2 separate regions of the Oryzias latipes genome follow, and region 1 is linked to region 2. The links are chromatin contacts, called in public Hi-C maps. All regions are on one chromosome and are shown on one strand. Each heading gives the region's core, a stretch centred on a gene start, on an enhancer-like site or on the middle of the called end of the contact. The rest is flanking DNA. Distances are from core to core; before and after follow the strand shown. Region 1 holds the start of LOC101157459 (dual specificity protein phosphatase 2). Region 2 overlaps LOC101155277 (fumarylacetoacetate hydrolase domain-containing protein 2).

Evidence for each region. Hi-C and Micro-C count contacts between places; a contact is called where the count stands out from the background.
Region 1: a contact with region 2 is called in a Hi-C map of embryo, with 4 times the contacts expected there. The contact joins the promoter of LOC101157459 here to the enhancer-like site in region 2. A contact is called at or near these places in 4 of 5 Hi-C or Micro-C datasets (embryo and fibroblasts).

The regions. Positions count from the first base shown.
Region 1 is chr9:6,714,623-6,721,612 of ASM223467v1, reverse strand. It overlaps LOC101157459 (dual specificity protein phosphatase 2), which reads left to right and starts at 3,156. Exons shown (of 4, transcript XM_004072279.4): 1 at 3,156-3,700; 2 at 3,811-3,932; 3 at 4,249-4,468; 4 at 4,762-5,620. The coding sequence starts at 3,313. The coding sequence ends at 4,979. izumo1 (izumo sperm-egg fusion protein 1) reads left to right here. Exons shown (of 10, transcript XM_020705774.2): 10 at 82-211. The coding sequence ends at 142.
Region 2 is chr9:6,573,718-6,581,438 of ASM223467v1, reverse strand. It overlaps LOC101155277 (fumarylacetoacetate hydrolase domain-containing protein 2), which reads right to left. Exons shown (of 8, transcript XM_011478917.3): 6 at 7,659-7,721; 7 at 7,046-7,133; 8 at 3,838-4,338. The coding sequence ends at 4,276. It overlaps LOC101156981 (glycerol-3-phosphate acyltransferase 2, mitochondrial), which reads left to right. Exons shown (of 23, transcript XM_011478919.3): 23 at 2,409-2,859. The coding sequence ends at 2,525. Among protein-coding and RNA genes, the nearest start is that of LOC101155277, 16 kb to the right of the region's middle. Within about 2 kb of position 3,083, at least 1 of the 8 cell types and tissues checked has an H3K27ac peak or open chromatin away from gene starts, as enhancers often do. A contact at or near this core is called in embryo, where this site is marked.

The sequences.
Region 1 (6,990 bases), core at 1,907-4,406, 140 kb before region 2:
ATGCACACAGAAAGGCGAGCAAGAGGAAGTCATGGTTGGGTTATTTTAGCACATTTATTGTTTGTGTTTTTTTTTATATAGATTAATGATAACGCAGAAGAGAGAAGAAGTCAACAGTCTAAGAAGAAGAGGAGGAATATGAAGGAAAATACAGACAGCACTGCATGACAACTATATCACCTACAGTAAAAAATATTCCCTAATGACTAAAGAGTTTTCTCACAGTTTTTTCACTTCCGGTTGCACATATTGCTCTCTGGTAAAAATGAGTTTCCCTGCACGAGATGTTCTCGGAATTACAAGGAAGTGAACTCCGTCAGAGAAGTTAATTAGACTTCAGGAGTTGATAAGTTTTGTCAAAGTTAAAGTTGACTTTTGCCCCGCGAGAGGGACTAAAACGTCTCACTCAAGACAAAAAATAAAACCTGTAGTCCACTTGAAACATTGCCTTGCTTCTGAACAAAGACATATTCTGCCTGAATGAAGTGATGCCGCTGTCACATGGCTGATCAGGAGAGGATGCAGGGAGAGGGTAAACCTCACATAGATTAGTGTTTTTCAGAGATTTATGACCCCAGCCATCAAATTAATCCTGGATAATCCCCTCTATCGGGAGGGAGGGGCAGAAAAGCAAACGTTTTAATCAAAGCTTTTGCTGATGTTTACTTACATATATTTCTTCTTGTAACTCTGAAGTCAGTGGTCTTACATTTTGTTGATACAAAATGATTCTAACCTACTCATCAATTATTACAAGTCTGCATGTTAAAGTGGCGCAATTTATTTGACTCACTCAATGCGTTGCCTTATGTTCGGCTTACGGTAAAAAATGCAAATCGACAAGTTGAAGCATTATGTCACCAGAGTGATATTGAAACATTAAAAACTAAAAATGAAATTAAAGGTTTACACTGTGTGAGTCATCGTAGACAGGAAGTTACCATCATAAATCTTTTCTGGGGGTTTCTGACAAAGCCTTGAATCAGGGTGGTAGATGGGGTGTGAGCTGTAACAACAAAGGCTTTAAGACATATTGTGAGTGAAAGCTGTGGTCCACGTAGATGATGACAGGATGTGTGTGTGGTGCTGCTTCCTGTTTGCCGACATAGGGGAGAAACAAAAAAAAGAGTAGGGAAAAAAGACACCCACATGACAGTCAATACTTTATCTTCCAGCTCTAGAGAGTTTGGGCCTTCAACATGGGTTTAAATCAGCATGTTGGGGCTTTAAGTGAGGACTAAGTAGTTAGAGCATGCCCAGACACTCTTTTGGCAGACATGACAAACAGAGTATAAGCTGTATAATAATGCTGCGTCGGCAGGGAGAGGGAATGACTCCAAGTTGTGTGGCTGAAGAAAAGCGATACACAGCAGCGTAAAGTAGTAAGAAGGAAAGTTGGAGCATACTGAAAGTGGGAGTCAGAGGTTTGAGGTATGACATTAGTGGGAAAGCAGCGTGGCTTGAATGTGGGCTGAGAGGAAATGAGGACAAAGACGTCACATTACACGTCGTCATGTGAACTACCCCACACTGAACATGAAATACTGTTTTTAGAGTGGAAATACTCCCATCCCAGATGTTCAACTGGAACTGAAACCTGCATAAAAGATTTCTATCTAAAAGCAGTTAATGTATTATTGTAATACACACTTCATAATTCTTTGTGAAAAGTGTAGCAAAGTATTTCTTTTTCAATTGCAGAAGTTAACCAGTCAGCTATTTTAGTGTCTGTAAAAACAAACGAAAGGCTTCGTATTAGATTGAACTGGATTAAGCGTAAATGACTTAAGTTAAATAAATACACAGTTTTATAGGCTAAAATAGGCTTTTAACCTCAATCAAAAAACAATCAGATCAAAACAGATGAAATGTGCCAAAGGATTTCACATAAAATTGTTTTGTCTTTGCATTTTTTAAATTAGTGCAGGTTCAGCTTGAGTAGATGTTAAATTGTAAAGATTTAGAGGAGATTTATAGCAAATAACCTTAGAGGCCCAATGTATGTATGTATGTATGTATGTATGTATGTATGTATGTATGTATGTATGTATGTATGTATGTATGTATGTATGTATGTATGTATGTATGTATGTATGTATGTATGTATGTATGTATGTATGTATATATATATATAGATATATATATAAAACAAATATTGTTGTTTTAAGCTTGCAAAATTACCTAAAAAATACCAACACAATTGTTTTTCCTCTTTTTTGAAACCATCCCTAGTGGTCATTTGAAGAACTGCCACCTTTATTCTTAGAATCAGAATAACAATATGGCGGCCTTGAATGTAACCAGTCCTTATGCAGCAACTTGTTTGTACATTAAAATGTATAAATAAATAAAGTAATAAAATATGTGTTGAAAAATGATACATTTGAAGTCAGTGCCATTCAACAGACGTATTTGTTCTTTAATCAAATTTTCAATATAACTGGGCAACAACACGTTAGGATAATCAGTTATAAGAGGACTTTCATTTGAGTTTTAGAATACATTATTAATTAATTGTGCCCCATGAACACCTGTAGTGCTAAGTATTGCATTAATTTTAGATGGATTGGGGTCAATCAGGTGACAGTGCCAATAATAAGGTTATTTCACAGCTATTTTGAGAAGCTTCTTCTCACTCTACCATCCACGAATCTAAATTTCAAAATTATTTTTGAATTTTTTTTAATTCCAGTTGACATTAAACTTTAAATATATGAGCATAAATAAAGAAAACATTTTTTTTAAATAAAGTATTAATGTACTAGTTGAAATAAATAGGTAATTGATGTTTGATAAACATATTCTTGTTCATTATTTATTTTATTTTATTTTTTTAAATTCAAAAAACACATATAGTAGCACCAAAACCAAGGTAGGCCGTTAGGAGAGGGGATGGATTAGGTTGACCCAGACCGTTTCCTCTGTGGTCGCTTCAGGGCAGCGTGGGAGGCCTGTTTTCACCCGCAGCGTAACGTCCTCTGTCACCAAAACACCGGATTACCCCGAAGACCGGCAGAAAAGTCAAATCTGACGTCACTGCCCATATCTGGAGTGTCGAGCAGACCTTATTTGGTCGTTCCGCCTCTGATGTTGATACACGGAAAACAAGGAGGAGCCGCGTGGCTCCGCCCCCCGTGCAGCTGTTATCAATGAACAAGTGAAACTATGAATCTAAAGCGGATTTAAACTGAGCTGAAAGCTCGCCGTATACTTTACACACATGTTTATATAGAAATACGTCAAGTATTGTCCTTTGTTCGTTTCTTAAACTATCTTAATTTTATTTAGTCATTTGTTTTTCGCTTTTTCGTCATGATGTCAAATAGTGTTTTACTGGAAATTACTGGAAATGAGCTGGTCCACATACTCAGGACCCCCCAGGACCAGTACACCTCTGACGGGTGCGTGGTCCTGGACTGCCGACCCTTTCTGGACTTCTCTCTCACGAACATTTGCGAGTCCAGAAATGTCAACTGGAACTCTATGCTGCGCCGTCGATCCAAGAGCTCGGTGGTGGCCCTGGAGTGGCTCATCCCGGACAAGGCGCTGCTGGGCCGGCTCCGGGCCGGGCTGCTGTCCCCGGTGGTGGTGGTGGATGAGCGGAGCCGCTGCCTGTCCGACGTGAAGCCGGAGAGCGTGGCGCACATGCTGCTCAGCGCCCTGCAGAACGAAGTCCAGGCGCAGATCTGCTTCCTGCAAGGTAACCACTTCTTAGTTAAACCAACTGTTTAAAAAAAAAAATCTTACTGAACATTTCAAATGAGGATTAAAATGTTGCAGTTGAGTTAAATCAGTGTGATCTCCATTTAGGTGGATTTGAGGGATTTTCAGAGGCCTTTCCAGAGCTGTGCCACTGTTCTGCCAGCAGTCAGCTCTCTCTGATGGAGCCAGAGCCAGCAGTGACAGGCCGGAGCACTCCTGCATATGATCAGGTAAGACCCACAAACTGTCCTTAGAACAAAACAAACATTTTTTTTTGAGGTGAGCCAGACCCACTATGGGGTGCAAGTAGAATATCAGGGGTGTCCTATCCCTCCAATTACCTAAAATGCTCAGAAAACAATATTAACATTCAGTTCAGCTGTCCATTTGATGTCTTACAAGTTTTATGTTGAATGCTATTCCTGATGCAACCCTCTGCATTTACCGGGCTTGGGACGGGCAAATCATGTCTATATCCAGCCTTGTGACTGAAGATCTTCTGAGACCAAAAGCCACATTGTGCTTAACCTTTCTTGCATGTTGCAGGACGGTCCAGTGGAGCTGCTTCCCTTCCTGTTTCTGGGCAGCGCCGTCCACTCGTCCCGCAGAGAGATGCTGACGGCAGCCGGTATCACAGCAGTGCTCAACGTTTCCTCCACCTGCCCGAACCTGTACGAGGGGGAGTTCAAGTACCTGCGTCTGACAGTGGAGGACACGCTGGCTGCAGACATCAGAGCATGCTTCAATACAGCCATTGCTTTTATTGGTGAGTCTCTAGCATCCCTAACCGTTCAGAGAGCTTCAAACTACTCTGAACAAATTGGCGTCATAGGAAATGAAACACCTAGACAGTTTATGCTCCTTAATCCATTTTTAATCCCAGACTGATGGACAAATGGTAATAATCTGGTTACAAAATAGGATTACACGGTACAAGTTGCAAGGAAAATATTTTGACACCAGTTTTTCCTCTTTACCTTGAAGTGATAAAACCTGTCAAACTGTTTTAGCTCTGCATGATGGAAATGCTGACCTCCACCTTTCCACCTTTTCCCACAGACTCTGTGAAGCAGAGTGGTGGCAGGGTCCTGGTTCACTGTCAGGCGGGCATCTCGCGCTCAGCCACCATCTGCCTGGCCTACCTCATGCACACGCAGCGTGTCCGTCTGAACGAAGCTTTCGACTTTGTGAAGCAGAGGCGTAACGTCATCTCCCCCAACCTGGCTTTTATGGGACAGCTGCTGCAGTTTGAGACGGACATTCTCTGTCAGGGATGAAGACTCGGACTCTCTGAAAGCTCGTTAAAACGAACCTATTTCAAGAACGCTTTACTCTGCGGGTTTGGAGAAAAACATGTGTTGCTGGCATCACAAGACTGAATTTTATTTTATTTTTTTTAAACAAATCAAATGGTGAATTTGTTGCTGATGCAACAAAGAGCGATGGGCATTGCAAAGCCTCGTCATTAAAAACAGTTTATAAAAAGACTGACTGACTGAGCCAACAGGTTGGAATAGAAGCAAGGTGATTTCCCTGAAGTACTTTCTGAGGAGAAAGATGTTCCTGCTCGTCTTGATTGGTGTGTTTGTGCCTTTTTTACTGGCACAAGTTTCTTTTCTTTTTTCTTCCTTGTTTGTACTTAAGTGTTTTGAGTTACAACCACAGACGTCTCTGAGAGACTCTTACAGCAAGAAAAAAAACAATTTCGTGATTTATGCTGGATTTAGAATGCACTAATTCTGTCCTAGGAAGGAAAAGTGACACTTAAATTCATTTTTGTAAATAATTCTTATTTATTTTTTAGATTCACAAAACTGTAAATGGTACTGACATGTGCTGCACTTTATACCTGCAAGTTTTGACCTGTTTCTGCTGTTATTGTTTTTTTCCACGGAATTAAAACTTGCTGAAGAACACAGTCTGTTTACGTTGTAACGACACAGCAGAAGATTCCAGCTGGAAACTGGATCAGCAGGTAATTGCATATCTTGTCATTGGTAAAAAACATGAGAGCTCTGCATCACAAGTCTGAAGTGGTTTCCCAGAGTGAGTATACACATTTGATGACCTTTTATTTAACATCTTATTGAAGATGTTAAAGGCATTGTAAAGGATTGTAACAGAGTTACAATGTTGAATCAATTGCATATTAATTAGTTAAAACATGCAGGTAATCTAGATTTAAAGGCATTCATGGAGATAAGTTCCTTTTGCCGCATATTACATGAGGATGGAGTGGAGCAGGTAAAAAGTGCTTTTCTCAACTCATGGCTTTTATTTATTCCTTTTTTCCAATTCTGTTGCATTCTAAGATCACCCTCTATGAAATAGAAGTTTACATGGGCTTCTGAAACGTTTTATGCAGAGTTAAGAATGGAAACTCCTCCATGTAGGTTTGGCACAACTCTGTCTTGCTCCTGCCCAAATGTGCAAAATGCTTTTCCTTGGTAATAAGTTCCAAGTTTTGGTGTTAACCATCTTTCCAAAAACAGGCCTCCTTGTGTTAAATGGTCGTATGATTCTTTCATCTTAATTTCACTCACATCAGCGAAAGTTAAAAAAAAAAGCTCCTCTAATTATTAACAAATGTTATGCAATATTGACATTAGCGGAACTGACATGTTTGACTTTTCCATGGCTGTTCTATACAAAAATACCCTTTGGACTTCTTTATTTTATGTCTGATAAGCTTAATGGGAACTTGAGCTGAAAATTGTGTTTTTTTTTTTTAGCCGTAGGCAAAAATGTGAACTGTCGTATGACAGGGAGCTTGTGGGGGTGAATATTTCCGATGAGCTTAACCTTTAAGCTGCAGGGCGTTTACTTACAGCTGTTGAAATGTTTCCATTTCTAAAAGCAGAACCTTTTTTTTTTTCAAAGTCTAATCAAATATCTTAAGAATGATTCAAAGAACAGTATTTCGTTTGCTGTTTAGGCAAACTGGGGAAAAAATGGTTTAAAAAGAGATATTTAACAATAAATATAGTTGGACAATAGGAGCGCAAGATTCAAGATAGGTCATTAGTTCTTCACTTATTTTTGCTATTTGCTCATGATTTTACTTTATATAAATAATGAAGCAACTAATTTCCCAAGGTTAAAAAAGTCTGAGATAGATCTCATCAGACACAAAGCTTTGTTATTTTAAACTCCTATTAGTTGTTTTATTTTCCTTGCTGCTGAGGTTCCACCAAAGATCTACACTTAATGTTTACAATGAATGCAAAAATCAACTTGTAAAATAAAGGAGAGAGCAACATTTTTAAAAATTCGGTTTAAAATCATGAA
Region 2 (7,721 bases), core at 1,834-4,333:
GCCACGGGCGCCGGAGATGAAACATTTAGAGATCAAAGCTTTTGAGGTTTAAAATAAAATGTTTTAGAAGTAATCTTTCCCTTTTATTTAACAGAAATGCAAATTGAATTTAAATCAAATGTATCCAAAACATTAATTTTATTGTCATTTAACCCTTAAGAGTCTGGAACTTTATACTGTTTTTTTACTACTTTACAATTTGCCCTAAAAAATTGCAATTATTTGTAGCTTTTTTAAGGATATTCTTTTCAAAATATTACATGATTTAACAAAAAACCTGAAACTTTACAGAAAATGTAATTCTAAGTAGAATAAAAACTTCAAGGATTTATTTCAAGGGCTGTCATAGACATATCACTCATAATTATCAGAATCGATTTAATTTGTGACTTTCTCGGTTCTTTCGATCCGATTCGATTTTGAATTTACACGGTTTGCACATTTAGACATATTTGTATAGATATACATTAATAATCTGTATATATTTTGAAGATATTTATATGAATCTGATACAGTTTAATTTTCAGTTCGATTCAATTTTATTTGTATAGCCCAAATTCACAACAACAGTCTCGATGGGCTTCGAATCAGTAATTGTAAATGTAAAACATAGACATAAAACAAGGATCATAATTACATAGAATTCAATAGGAAAATACTAAATTGAACTAACGAACTGACTAGACTAAACTAAACGGTCATCCCTGCCCCTCAGACCCCCCTTCACGGTAAGGAAAAACTCCTAAAAAAACGAATTCCGGAAAGAACGAAGAAACCTCAGGGGTGCCCACATGAAGGAGGGATGCTCCCCCAGCGCGAACAGGCGATTTACCAGAACTCATTGAGAAGAATTCACTTATCTAACTCTACAACTACATATTTAAATGGAGTTGGGGGGACGGCCGAGGACGCGAGTCGAGCCAGGACCCTTACTGTAAAATTATTGAAAGGAGAAGCTCCAACAAAAATGTGCGGATCATGATGTTCCGCCTCTCCTGGAGGGCGTTTTAGCTTGGCTACTAGGTGGCGCTAGCATTACACTATATTCCAGAAAATTTGAGCAAAAATAACGTGCTTTAGACTACAAATGGTTAAAAATGTTTTCTCGAAAGAGTTTGGGAAATTCCTGCCTGTGAGTATATGAAGCTGTTTATTTAGTCAACAATGTACGTTTAGGTCGAACGAGCTTTAGCATTAGCCGTTCTGGGGGAAATTCCTTTATACGTTCGCATCAATTTGGCGGACTTTGGTTTTACCGATGTTGTGGGTTAAGTCACTGGAAAAGGAAAGGCATTAAAGATCTATCTCTACTTTTTTGGATTGATTACTGATTTATCAAGCTTGAAATTGATTGAGATCAATTTTATTAATCCAGCCCTAGTCATAACTCCTCTTAAGTATGTTCTACAACCAATTATTTTTAAGCTAATAACTTTTTTTAGCCTTCAGGTTAAATTTTGAATAAAATCTAGACTAATGGGGGGTCAGCATCATTCTTACATCATTGTAAACGATCATGTTAAAGTAATGTAACATATTAACCTGATGACTTGGTTTACCTAAACTTTTCATAGGTTTTTTATATCTATAAGTTTGAGTTTTTAAGCTAGCATATGGGTACTTTTGCCTAAAAACAAATGGATCAATTTTCCAGAGAAAATGTTTTAATTAAAAAGTAATTTTATTGGTAACACCCCCAAAATAATTTGTGTATTGGTCTACAGGTATTGGGAAAAGAAAGTCAAATGTTTTCTTTCCAACTCTCTTCGTGACGATAAAGTCTGCTCTCACTCCACAAACTAAGTGCAAACATTGATGAGAGCAGTTAGTTTGCATTTTTATCATCTCGCTGCGACAGTTTTAAAGTCTGAACGTTGTTTTTCATGCAGCATAAAGCACAAAGATGATCTGATTTGTCCTGTGGCGAAGAAAATCAGCATCTGCCGTCTCCGTCTGCAGACTCTGCAAAGAACAATAAAGAGGAGGGGCAGCATGGCTGACTGGCATCCGATTTAACTCCCATTAGATCTGAAAAAAGATTGAAATAAAATACTTTTTATGGGTCAATATTAGTCCACCAATTTTCCACTGAAATAGTTTAGCGCTCAAGCTTTCAGAGGTTTGATTTTCTCAGGTCGATGAAAACTTCCATTTTAAATTTAGGCATTCATTAACCCATATATAGATATATGTGCTAAAGTCTCCTGTGGCAGTCAGATTTTATGATTTGAGGTAGATTTGGCAATTATCCTCTTGTGCCCCAATTGTGTTTTTTTGCTTTTTTTTTTTTTTGTAGAAAAGTGACGTAAAAGAAGACAAACCGAGCTCCCACACTGTTAAAGTAAAAGTGAACAAAAAAACCCTGATTACTGTCTGTTAACGCTGTGGCTGTGTTGATTTTAATTCAGGTCCTCTTGGAGGAGCGTCAGACAGGAGGTGTCTTCCTGGGTGTCAGTCCTTTGTTCCAGTTGTCAGAGAACAGACAGAAGCTGCATTGCTTCATCACACAGTATCTCTACAGTTAATGTTCTCCAGCTTTGTTCAGCTGCAGAATCTCATCCTTTTGTTAGGGAAGCCTCTGTTCATTTAAAAGCTCTCATTTAAAAAGCTTGTATTTTCAAGTAAATTGCTTATATATATATATATATTTTTTTTTACAACTCTGTGAAAGAGACATTTCTTGCAGTGGTTTTTTTTTCTAAGGTTGGTTGCAAAGAAATAGCAGTAGATTTTTGATGGAGTTCCGGTAATCCACTGTGAAATCGCCGTTTTGGCGTTTGTAATTAAAGCTGCTCCTGTTTTGTGCTTATGTAAAGTCGATAGATAATAAAAGTCCTTTTTTTGTGTTGTACACAGCAAGTCATCTCCTGTGTTTTAACAGAAAAGACCCAAAGCCCTCATTGTGAGTGGTTCTCCTGCTAAACGTGGATGGGCGTGCTGAGTCAGGCCTCTGGAGCTCCTCTGACACGGACCTTTGGACGAGGAGATGAATCGATGTTTGACTTTATTGGGAACTGTGGCATTTTACGGCTGTCTGTGCGGTCGTAAGTCAGGGCAGCTGCTCCGCATCCTCAGCTCCAGCCACTCTGAGTCTTTACTGCCACCTAGTGTTGAAACCAAACAGTAAAAAAAAAAACACAAAAGGAGCAAAACTTCTGCACTCAGGCTTCCAGTTAACGGGGAGAATATTTTTTTTTGTGTGTGCGCCTTAACCTGCTATGTTGCGAAATAATCATAACTATGCTACCCATTTGTATGATTTCTTGCTGCCTTTTAGTGACAGGCAGAAATCCCATCATGCTTCAGCTGATTCATTTATGTTAAACAACAAATAGGCTGATTATGATGACCACTCCAAGATAAATGGTGTTTTTAACATGTTCTAGTATCTTACTGATGACGTAGGTAAGAAAGTTTAGCTCAAAATTGCATTTGAGTATTTCCGTTTAAAATATTCTAAATCAGGAGCAGTTTGGGGGGGGGGGGGGGGGGGGGGGCACGGAAAAAGCTTGTGTGATGTACTGGTAATGTTAGGTTGGGGGTGTGAGGGGTTGTAAGCTAACCAGAAGTGTATGTGAACAAAGGGATGATGGGAAATGGAGAGGATTACTCTGCACCAACAGTCCGGCGCACAACTTCTAATGAAGTGCCGCTCTACAGAAACTGTTCTAGAAAACGACAGTTTTTGGCTAAAAACGTCACAATTAAGACCACCAGGAACACTTTTACAATAGATTAAAAGATAATTAGAGAGAGACTTTAAGATCTTTACTCTAAAAATTACTTTTAGCAACCTTTCAGTGGATAAAAAAGACAAAAACAGTAAAACTCAATTAATTATTTATGAAATTTCCGGATTTATTCCAACTTGTCTCTCATATGCAAACCCCATACCTCAGAAAGTTGCTGCTTTCACCTAAATAACAGAACAAACCAGCTTCATGGTTCTGATTGGTTCAAAACATCAGAGCTTTTATTTTTACCCGTTAAAATAAGTCAAGAGGTTCACGGGTTCTGCTGTATAGCGAGTAGGAGGCAGCGGATGGACACTTTTACAACCGCTGATCACAGTGATTCATTATGTTGAGTCACATAATTGCAGACTTCCATGTAGTAAAAAAAAAACCCAATGCATTTTCAATCCTCGCTTTTGTTGAAGTGTCCAGAATAAACACTCATCAGGGACGCGGTGCTAAAGTTAGCTGCTGGTGATTGAACAGGGGCTCTGTCTGATCAAAGGTGGCATCTAACTGAACTGCTGGCATTCCTGGAGGTTCAGATGACTCTGTTGATTATGGAGCCTAACTGGTCTATCTGGCACTCCACCACGTCTCCTTTCTGAAAAAGAGCGGAAAAAAGGATAAAATTCACAAACGGCCCTCTCCACATTTAGGGTTAAAGGTCTGGATCCCTTCATTGTTTCTATTTGTTAAAAAAAAGACAAATTTAACTCAATTTAACTTATAACGTTGACATCTTGTTTCTTCAGATAAAAGGAAAACTTTGGCATTTCATTTTAGGCATTAGGTTATACCTCCTTTCAGCAATATCAAAGTCAGGCAGCACTAACTGCTAAAATCTGAGAACCTTTCAGTCTTTTTGACATTTCTAGGTCACTTTGTCCACAATGTGGCACAGAGTTTATTTTGAGTTGCACAAGCCGTGCTCCTTTTTTTTTCCATCTCTAATTGATTCAGCTTACAAAATGTCCTGTCAGCAAAAGATCATTTTCTCTTCTTTTTCTCCAAGAGACACTTTTTGTTTTTGAGCCAAATGTTTCCAAACTGCATCTTATCCGTTTTAGACCTCCACTAACAAACCTCTGATAACAGATTTAGTGTGGACGGCGCTGGAAAGATGCTCGGCTTTAGGGAGCAGTCTCTCTAAAGTCTGCTAATTGGTCTTTTGCGGTATTTAAAAAAAAGTCTTTAATTTGCCGTTTTAAGCGTAAAGGCTTTTTAGGGCTTCAATTATCAGATATATTTGGAGGTACTTCAGAGTGCAAGTGGCTGCTGCTGATGCTTGTTGAGAGAAGTTTTGAAGCGTCTGCTTAACCAAACAAATATGAAGTATTCCAGGTCGGGATTCTGTTCTTCCCTAAAAGTTGATCTGGAAGACGGTTGGGTCGATCCTTGCAGTCTCTTTAGACTGCTTCAGAGATGTTAAAAATGTGTAGATGCCGTGAGAACAGATGCAAATGTCAACCAGCCAGTGATTAGCAGAACAGTTGGCTGACGTCCTGTTCCTGGCGGGGTAATTATGCCCCGCCGCCGTCCTGGACTGTCAGGAACCAGATTGTTTTTATCAAATCTTCTGTCTTCCTTTGCCTATCAGGGAAAATTTAGCCCCCGCCACTTATATAAAACAACTCAACAAAATTTGCAAACACCTTGTGTGATGTTAATGCATGATGAGGACAACCAACCCGAAAAATGATGACATGGTCGCGGGCTAAACCGTCTAAAAAGGACCAATTGGGCCAAAATGTCAAAATCCACCAACGAAAGCAAACCACACGTGTCGGGATATCCAAAGCAAATAATTATGGGATTTTTTTTATTTTTTACTATTTAAACATTTCAAACAGCTGTCAGAAACTGTCACTTTTCGCGCGTGAACCTGAGATGGAATTAAGTTGGAAAGCTGGTTTAGACTTGATGAAAAGGAGGAGGTTTGTTCTGGCCTGCAGGTGTCAGGACGTTTTAAACTTCTGAAGTAGTTCACGTGCAAACTTCTCAGGAGGTCTTCCTTCCGCAGCACAGGTCATGAATGTGAATTTCTACAGCAGCAGTACAGAAAAAGGCTGTTTTTGAGAGAAAGTTTGTTGTTTCCATAAGGAAATAAATCCTGGATAACAAGCATTTGAACCAGCACCCCTAAACAAGCCTGTCATTATTTTGTCTTCCTATAGAATTCTTACTTTATTTGAAGCAACTAATAAAATATTAAATGCATATGTCTACTGGCTGTAGGGAAGCAACAGAGTTGCCAACTGTTCTCCTTTTGCAGGTTTCTCACCAACTCTTCATGAAAAAGATGCCAAGTGTTGTTGAGGTCAGGAAGAACATTGATGTTCTGCTGTTCTCTTCAGATTTCATTCCTTTACAAATCCACAGCAGCAATCAACAGTTTAAATTTCAAAATAAAGATCCAAGCCAAACAGCAGCAGTTTTAAGACGGAATTGTTTGGATTTTTTAAGGAGCTCGACTTTTAATAAGCCATTTATAATCCCTTTTTTGGATCTTTGTCACATAATAGAAAAAACATATGGTAATATTTCACAAAAAATATTTTAAAAGTCAATTAAAATATTTGTTTTAGTCAAGAAAAGCTTTTCAAACTGTCTGGATTCCAAAATTTAAAACATGTTCTCTTATTTTTGAGAATCCTATCAAATCTAGGGAACAGCGGGTATAGTGAAAGGAAATGACCAGAGTCATGCATGGTGGTGTTAGTGTGATGGTCTGGGGCTACTTTGGAGTTTTAGGACTTGGGTAATTTGCCATAATTGCAAACAAACCTTTACTTTCCATTACAATGTTTAAATAAAAGATGCTTGGTCATCAGAACAGTTATAGCCTTTCAAAAAGAGAATTAAAAACTAAATGAAATGAAATGAATAGTCTTTCATACATACCATGATGCATACAAGAAAAATAACCAGTAAATGTAGAAACAACTTTGTTTTTCAAAATGAAGTTTTTCCAGCACTCTTTCACAGAACTGCCTTGAATAAATGTGTGGTTCTGGTTCTGTACAGCTGTGGGTGAGACTGAATCCTACAAAAATGCAGTGAAGGACACTTTGATCAAAGTCCCGTTTCTTTAATTTGTTCTGTTGAATTTATACTTTTACAGCCAAACACCCTTAAAAATGGATGTATTTCTTTGTGTTGAACACTCTCTTTCCCTTTTTACTTACTAAAAGGACACTTTAGGTGAGATGACGCTCAGTGCTTTTTAGGGTTTGAAGGGTGTTTAAAGTGCAGCGTGTCACGCCTGTGAGAACCACATCTGCTCTGCCATCTGTGTCATGCACCATCACCTTAAGAAAGACGGGCGGTTTCCTGAACACGCCCACACCTGGAGGGGTGCCTGTCAGGAACACGTCTCCTGGAGTTAGCGTCACAAACCTGAGAAAAATAAAATAAAAAATAATATGAAACGCGTAAGCTTTAAGCATTAAGTCGTGATTCTGTATTAACAATCATCATTCCTATGGAGGATTAGTGAAAGAACTGCATAATGTCCAAAAACTATAATTAAGTCTATAAACTATGCTAAATGTGCTGTGTGCAGCAAGTAGTAGTCCCAAAAACAACAGCTTTGTCTGTAGTGATTCAGCTTGGCAGGCAGAGGCTTTATCAATGAATGACTAGTTTAACATAAAGAGTGTCAGTCGGGATAGATAAGTCTCGGCTGAGGCCTGCAGTTTTTGCACCGTCAGATGAACAGAGGAACCTCCCTTGTGTGGTGATGCTTCATGCGCTCATTCCAATCCTGACATGATTTGATAAGAAAACGTTCCAAAAGCAGAAACTACTTACGGCCCGTGTTAGTGGGGAAAAAAAACAGAGAACATTTGGAATGTTTTATGCAAATCAAGGCAGATGGTGTCGGAGTGAAGCTCCCGTGAGTGATGAGAACACTGGAGTTACTTTGAAACCCATGAAACCAGCTCTGCTGTCTTGAAGATCATCTGATCAGTGCAGCTGCTTTGG